2 separate regions of the Canis lupus genome follow, and region 2 is linked to region 1. Evidence: chromatin contacts called from public Hi-C data. All regions are on one chromosome and are shown on one strand. The core of a region is the stretch at or near the end of the contact, and the rest is flanking DNA. Distances in the headings are between cores, read along the strand shown.

The links. A called contact is a pair of places that touch in the nucleus more often than the background predicts.
Region 2: a contact with region 1 is called in a Hi-C map of liver, with 5 times the contacts expected there. The contact joins two enhancer-like sites. A contact is called at or near these places in 3 of 9 Hi-C or Micro-C datasets (amygdala, liver and skin fibroblasts).

What each region holds. Positions count from the first base shown.
Region 1 is chr21:42,338,457-42,342,240 of UU_Cfam_GSD_1.0, forward strand. All of the region lies in intron 1 of NAV2 (neuron navigator 2), which reads left to right. Among named protein-coding and RNA genes, the nearest start is that of NAV2, 200 kb to the left of the region's middle. Within about 2 kb of position 1,590, at least 3 of the 20 cell types and tissues checked have an H3K27ac peak or open chromatin away from gene starts, as enhancers often do.
Region 2 is chr21:42,478,713-42,482,496 of UU_Cfam_GSD_1.0, forward strand. All of the region lies in intron 1 of NAV2 (neuron navigator 2), which reads left to right. Among named protein-coding and RNA genes, the nearest start is that of NAV2, 340 kb to the left of the region's middle. Within about 2 kb of position 2,154, at least 3 of the 20 cell types and tissues checked have an H3K27ac peak or open chromatin away from gene starts, as enhancers often do.

The DNA.
Region 1 (3,784 bases), core at 340-2,839:
CTAACTGTGATTGCTCCAAGAACTGGCAGGATGCCAAAAGAAATGCAAAGGCTTGGAATGTGGGCATATAGAATTTTCAAAACCTAGAGATCTCAAATCCTCTTATTGCTTAGATGGATAAACCAAGACCAGGAGGAGAAGTGCCTTTTCCACAACTACCCGGTTGTGGGGGCTGCTCTCTATTACTTTCTCAGTCTCGCCCCTCAGGGGCTGCCTTCCTGGTGGATCACTGAGTGGGGTGGAGGGGGTGGGCAGGACTCTAGCAGCAGAGTCCCAGCACAGTCTGGGTAGATTCTATAGATAGACATGGAGGCCGAAGGTGGAATTTACTCATTGTCCCCTTCTGACACCGAGGGACCTTTAGAGACCACAGTCCATTTCTCTGCCCGTAACAACCATAAATTAAAATAACCGGGGATCCCTGGGTGGCTCAGCAGTTTGGCGCCTGCCTTTGGCCCAGGGTGCGATCCTGGAGTCCTGGAATCGAGTCCCACGTTGTGCTCCCGGCATGGAGCCTGCTTCTCCCTCCTCCTGTGTCTCTCTCTCTCTCTCTATGTCTATCATAAATCAATCAATCAATCAAAATAAAATAAAATAAAATAAAATAAAATAAAATAAAATAAAATAAAATAAAATAATAAAATAACCACCTTGGTTGCTGGTCAAGCCCTGGGACAGTGAGGGAGCCCCACGCCCTGCAGTAGACCTTGAAGTAGGGTCTATGAATCCCCGCCCCCCCGCCCGGAATTCACCAATGTGCTCATTAAAAAATGCAAACTCTTGGATTTTCCCCCCAAGACCCTCTGAATCCTGATCTATGGGGATGAGACCCTGGAACTGGCATTTTGACACGCACCTTAAGTGATCTGCTTCCGCCCCAAAGTTGGAGAATCATCACTGTGATGGGACACAAGCCCTGGAGTCCAGCGTCCCTGGGTTCTAACCCCAGCTCTGTCAATTACCAAATGTGTGGCCTCAGCACCCCGTGAGCTTTGGGATCCTCACCTGTAACATGAGGGGATAGTAATCCTGATTACCACATGGGCTTATTGAGAGAGTTCAGGGAGGTAAAGCAGATCAAGTGCTTGGCGTCTAGAACGTGCTTAATAAGTACTAGCTGCTACTGGCACTTATTAAACTAGTCCCTGTTTTCAGCTGTCCATCTGGAGGCCACATGGGGGTCCTGGGGGTCTCAAGAGCCAGTCCTTCACTCTATCCTACTCCACCCCTCTCAGGGGAGATGTGCTAGTGCAAGAAGTCTTGAAAACACCCCCCCCCCGCCCCCCACTGCCCACCCAGCACCCAACTCTGTGGCCAGGGTCTTGGTGGGTGCAGTGACAATGGACACCTGCAGGGGGAGCCACACACCCACATTTCAGCGCTCCGCCGGCGGGAATCCCTGAGGGGAACGGGCTGAAGCTGGGACCAGTGTGTTTTCTAGAATCTTCCTCCCACTGCAGAGAGGACTATTCGCAAGACCAGGTGCTGCTTTTCCTCTTGCTGCTGGGACAGTGAGATCTCAAGCTGGCTTGATGCTGGGTCTCTCCCCCGAGGCTTCAGAAAGCACCTCCTTAGCTGTTGATTTTATTTTCACCACCCAGTCTGGCCCTGGCAGGCCCGCCGCAGAGTGCTGGCCGCGGCGCCTCTCTAAGGAGACTCTTGGCAGAGCAGTGATCTGGGCCTCGGGTTCTTTTTTCCATCTGAAGGAGCGCAAGCGTGTGGGGTGGCTCACCATACTTAGCAACCTTCCTGCACCTCAGAGCGGGGGTGAAGAGTGGGGTGGGCGTGTGAGGGTCTAGAGAGACTCACAGATTGGGGGCTTGGTGGCAGTCACATCACATACGTCCAGTCCTGCAACAGCCACATTTGCAAACCCCGGTGTCTGTGAACCCTAAAGCCCCTGTTCTGGCCTCGACTCCACACTGCCTTGAAACCCTTCAATGGACTCCCAAGTCTCCAGTCTTTCAAATTACTAAAATCCCCATTTGTCCCACAATTTAAAGTCCCCTCTTCTCTCTTACCCAAGAGTACGTTGGTGAGAGTGGCAATGGGGCCTCATCCTATTCCCAGTGTTCGCTTTGCCTGAAATCCCTAGTCTTGAAAGTGCCAATTCCTTGCTCAGCTCTGCCCCCCGAAGCCCACAAGTCAGAGCATCTTGAGAAGGGGCTACTTTATGGCCCGAGAAGCCCGTTTCCTGGTGCCCCCGTCTCCTGGCTCTCTGGCGTGGGCTCCAGCGGGAGTGACTACGGTGATCGGTTGACAGTCCTCCTAGTTTCGCAGTAGTTCCTGCAGCGCAGGACCGCCCGGCGCCCGCTGCCGTGAACGCTCCACCCAGACAGCCTGCGTCGCGAGCAGACGTGCTTGCCTTTGCGAGCTGCCCCCGAGATGTGTTTTTTGCAGGGGCGGCAGCGAGGTAGCCACCAGACGTTTTCAGTTTTCCTCCCGGTGGTCTCCATCCACCGGCGACGCCAGCTGTGGCCTGATGTGTGATGGCAGCTGGAGGGAAGGGGCTCGGGGCCTTGGTTTCCCCTCCTGGGCTGCTGGGCTTGCTCCAGTTCACGCTGGTGAGCCCTGACGTTGGTCCACGGAGGCGGTGCCCTCGTCCCCTCCGAGGGCTCCCCAAGGTGGTCATTATCATTTGCAGGTGTTACCGGCGGGAACACAGACTCTGGTCTGTAATGAATGACCTCTGTGAATCCACAGGGGTCTGGGGCAAGTTTATCTGTAAACTCGAGTTCTGGGAACACCATCTGGCTCGGTTACAAGATTCTTCCTCTCATCGTGACAGCCACCCCTGTGCCGGAGAGACCGGGAGCCCCGGCCGCTGGTGGCAAATGGCCCAGCCTTGGTAGTGCCCAGGGTCACATAGGAAGTTCATGTGGCAGAGAGGAAGAAGAGCAGAGGAAGAGGACTTACTCCAGACGTTATTCTGGGCGCCCCATCCTTATAGTCACATCCTGAAGACATTTGTATAAGCTCCATCTACATATCAGATGCAGGGAAACTGAGGCCTACGGAGGCACAGTTATGAGTCTGTGGGCACCTGAGTAGCCCAGGAAGGTTCCAGGAGCAAACCGAGGTAGGTCTAACTCCAATCCATGCATTTTTCACTACCGCCCGTGAGATGGAATTTGCCAAGTATCCCAGAGGTGTCTCCATTTGTTCTATGGAAAGGGTCCCAGGCTTCTGTTGCCGTCATTCCTGCAGGCAGCGGGAACGCCCTCCTGGGGAGGGAAAGCTACGTCAGACCAGAGACTGGACGACGGAAGGTTGTTTCTGAAATATTTATCCCTGCAAAGTAAATATTTCTGTCTCCATCAGTCCAGAATTTCCCAGTTGACAGCTTCACAGATACTGCTTTTTTCTTTCCTCCCGAGCATTTCGCCTTTGCCGGCCACAGCATGGCCAGGCACAACTGGCTCTTTTCGCTTTTGACTGTGGACTTCTTGCAGCCCAAGGAAGAAAGGGCAATGGGTGACCCCACCGGGTCCAGCCCTGGGGAGGCATCAGGTTGGTCCCCCGTGGGAATCCTGGGGGAAGAAGGCTCAGCTGCCCGAGAGCCACGCTGGGGGGTCAAGGCACACGGTCCTCCGGCGTCGGCTTGCACACTTACTACTATAAGGTGCCGCCCTCCGTTCCCTTCTCTCCTGCCTCATCAGCACCTCTCGGAAGGTTGACTGGCTTGCCCAAGGCCACACAACTGGGGAGCTCTGCCTTTCTGCCACCCCCTCCCCCAAGGGATGGCCTTGCCACTGCTCTATAATCCTAAGGCCCTTGGTGAGCT
Region 2 (3,784 bases), core at 904-3,403, 140 kb after region 1:
GGATATCTATTTTAACCCCTGGCAGCACCATAGCAGTGAGGCAGTGTGGGGCGGCTGAAAGAGCACTGTGCTTGGAGTCAAGAAACTGGAGTTCTCTTTCTAGACCTTCCTTTAACAAGCTGCATGACCCAGACACATGTCCATTGGTTCTTTGCCAGGAGCATGTGGAGTTATTACAATAGTACACATGTCCAGACGTCTCCCTTGCAGATGCAGGCCTGGGGGGAGGCTTCAGCATCTGTATTTCTTAGGGTTCTGCAGCAGACCCCAAGGCACACTTTGGGGTAAGATTTCCTGGCTTTGAGACCAGCTCCCTCAGAGAAGACAAGAGAATTAAGTGAATAAGAGCAGGTGGTCATGGCCACACAGACCAGGGTTTGGATCCTGGCCCTGTCCACATAGGATACAGCCTTAGGTGAGTTGCTAGATTTGCCCCTGCTTCCTCATCTGCTCTAGGGGCATGAGATTAGTGACCTCACAGGGCTCTGAGCATTAAATGCCACAAAATATATGAAGCATGTAGCAAGCTCCATAAATGTTAGGTCTCAGGTGTGTGTGTGTGTGTGTGTGTGTGTGTGTGTTGTGTATTTTTCGCTGTACCCTAATATATGGATGGAAGATGCTCCAATAAGTCCAAGGTGGAATGCAGTAGGGAAACGAGATGGCAGTGTTCAGTTATATTTGTGTAATTTGGCAATAAGGAAACCAGTGCATGCATTCCTTGTCATAGTTACTAATAGGCAAGGGAGGGTACAAAGAAAGGTCAAATGGGGCCAGAGGGAGCGGCCAAGTGTGCCTCTCTTGCTCCACGATAGTGATTCTTTTTTTTTTTTTTAATTTTTATTTATTTATGATAGTCACACACACAGAGAGAGAGAGAGGCAGAGACACAGGCAGAGGGAGAAGCAGGCTCCATGCACCGGGAGCCCGATGTGGGATTCGATCCCGGGTCTCCAGGATCGCGCCCTGGGCCAAAGGCAGGCGCCAAACTGCTGCGCCACCCAGGGATCCCTCACGATAGTGATTCTTAAACTTCACTGTGCATCCGTATTGCCTGGCTACTTGTTAAATAGGCACAAACCTGAGCCCTGCCCCTGGCCTCAGAGCCTCCGATTTTGCAGATCTGGGCAAGGCCCGTGAATTTGTATTTTTGACAGGTCAGACCACGCGAATGTGCAGGAGACGGTCTGCAGCCCCTGCTCTGACAAAGGCTGGTCCTGAGTAAGAGATCACATTGGGTGACTAAGAGAAGGGGGAGCTGGGTTGGAGTGGCCAGGCAAGAATGGGGTCCTAGACGAAGTGAGAGGAGCTGAGGATTGAGTGCACACATGCAGGATTTGGAGACAACAGGGTAGCGTATTTTGGACTTGGTGTGGTGAGCAGATGGCAGAGGGCTCTGGTGAACATGGAGCTCTGGCTCTTGTCCCTGCCACCAGCGGCTAGCATTGCCATGTGGGGCGGGTGGCACACTAGGATGGCAGCCACTGGGCAGGGTTAGCCAGGACGCCTGGGGAGGGGTGACAAACCCAGAGTGTATGTCCCTTTGTCCTCTGTTTAAGGCCCAAGCCGGCTCTCTTTAAGTTGCTTGGCAGTGCCCAGAGATTTCAGCATCTGTTGCTCTGTGTGCTCATTCAGCAATCAGAGCGTGCGAGAAACCTGGGGCAGGAGATCTGGAAGCATGAAGTGGATATGAGATACTCAGGCCGCCAGAGAGGGGAGGCCGAAGGAGCAGCAGGGAGGAGAGGAGGAGATGGCGTTTGGATGCCAGGGCTCCTTGAGCTGCGAGGGGCCTCGGCTGGAGTCCCAGGTCTACAAAGGGCCAGTGTCCCCTTGATAAAGTCTGAATCAAGATACCCCCCATCAGTGGCCTTTGGATCTGCCAGTCGTGGGAGAGCACATTTTCTGGGGTCTTCGGTAGATCAAAAAGAGCTAGAGTTAAGAAGGCATAGAGGGGAAGGTGCCAGGCTCCAGGCTCCACACTTAGGTCTCCTCCCACGTCCACCTTAGGCGGTAGGTATTGTCAGTCTCACTTTATAGATGAGAAGGAAAGGCCCAGAGAGGTGAAGCAACTTGCCTGAGCTGCGCATCTAGGACTTGGCAAAGCCTGGGCTTGGCCTTGCTATATGTGGCTCCAGCGAATCCCCTCAGCTTCTCAGTGCATGTGCAGGGGAGGCCCTGCTGCCCCGTCTGCAGGTGCCGGCCCCCGGGGAGCCCGGCGGCCTCAGCTGGGGGAGGGCTACAGTGTGGGCAGAGTGCCCTGGAGTCCCGTGACATGTGGGGACTCTGTTCCGTGCCCTCTGTCAACAATCCAGTCCTCAGTACTATTGCCCTGGCTGCCGGCTGCTCTCACCACAGCCAGGCCCCCCACCCACACAGGCGAAGGCTGTGGCCAAGGGCACTCTAGAAGGAGGAGGAAGTGGCCTCCAGAGGGGCCGGTTGCAGAGCCCCTGAATGGCCCCATTGAGGCTGGACAGGATGACAATGGGCCTGTTGGGGCCCTCAGTCAGGGTCCACTGAGGTGAGAGGGCTGGGGCTGGCCAGGCAGCGCTGGCTCAGAGGCCAGATGCTGACTTCCAGGGCTGTGAGCCAGCGCCTCTGACGTGCTCTGAAATGCCAGCTCTGCTTAATGGGGAGCAGCTGGGGCGGGCTCCACATTCCTCCCCATGCCAGGAAGACCGCGTGAACCCCGTTCCCTAGGCCATGGCCGGGCCTCAGCTTTTTCCCTGCTCACCTCCCTCTGGGATGGGCCCTGCTTCTTTGATCCTGGGGCCTGAGGTTGGCCCTTCCCAGTGTCCCTGTGGTTCTCAGGGGCATCTTTCTCAGCTCCTTTGGAGAAATAACATCCCTTCCAACAACTCAGGGCACCCTCAGCTGGGGTTGCAAGATAAAATGCAGTTCAATCTGGATGTCAGATAAATAATAATGTTTCCATTTGTAACAAATATTAATGAATGATAAAAGCTGAACCAAGATACAGGTCCATTTGGTGTGTCATGGGACACAAAGAATTATTGGTTGTTGGGGCACCTGGGTGGCTTAGTGGTTGAGCATCTGCCTTTGGCTCAGGTTGTGATCCTGGGGTCCTGGGATTGAGTCCCACAGCAGACTCCCTGCATGGAGCCTGCTTCTCTCTCTGCCTGTGTCTCTGCCTCTCTCTCTCTCTCTCTCTCTGTCTCTGTCTCTCATGAATAAATAAAATAAAATCTGAAAACAACAACAACAAAGAATTATTGGTTGTTTATCTGAAATTTCAATTGAACTGGGTATCCTCTATTTTCAGTTGCTAAATCTGATAACCCGAGCCAAAAGGAGCCATATGGGCATATATGTGGGGTCACTAGGACTCAGCGAGTTTTTCTGGGATGCCTCCGAGCTGGGCATGGGAGAAGAAGCCTCTCCCGGCCCCGATACCCACGTCCTACTTCCCAGACATAAAATGCATCACCTTTCAGGACACTATTGTCCCCTTGTTTTCCACCCCCCACTTCCAGGAGCCGGATCTCTTTCCCCCAACTCCCGTGGTGAGAAGGGAAGCTTTGAAGTGTGTTTCCAGTTGGTGATTCTGTATTGAGCCTCCGATTTCACATTGGCTAAACCCTGTTGACTTAACGGTGGGCGCGCCACACCTGGTCTCTGCTCTGAAAAGAGCTTACAGGCCAGTAGGGGAGACAGCAGTGAACGAAAAGCAGCCATGAATTCGGCAAACCTTAAACACTGTGGGTGGGTGGGAGGAGGGAGTCCCAGAGGGGCTCTGAAATCCCAGAAGGACATCTCACCCACACCT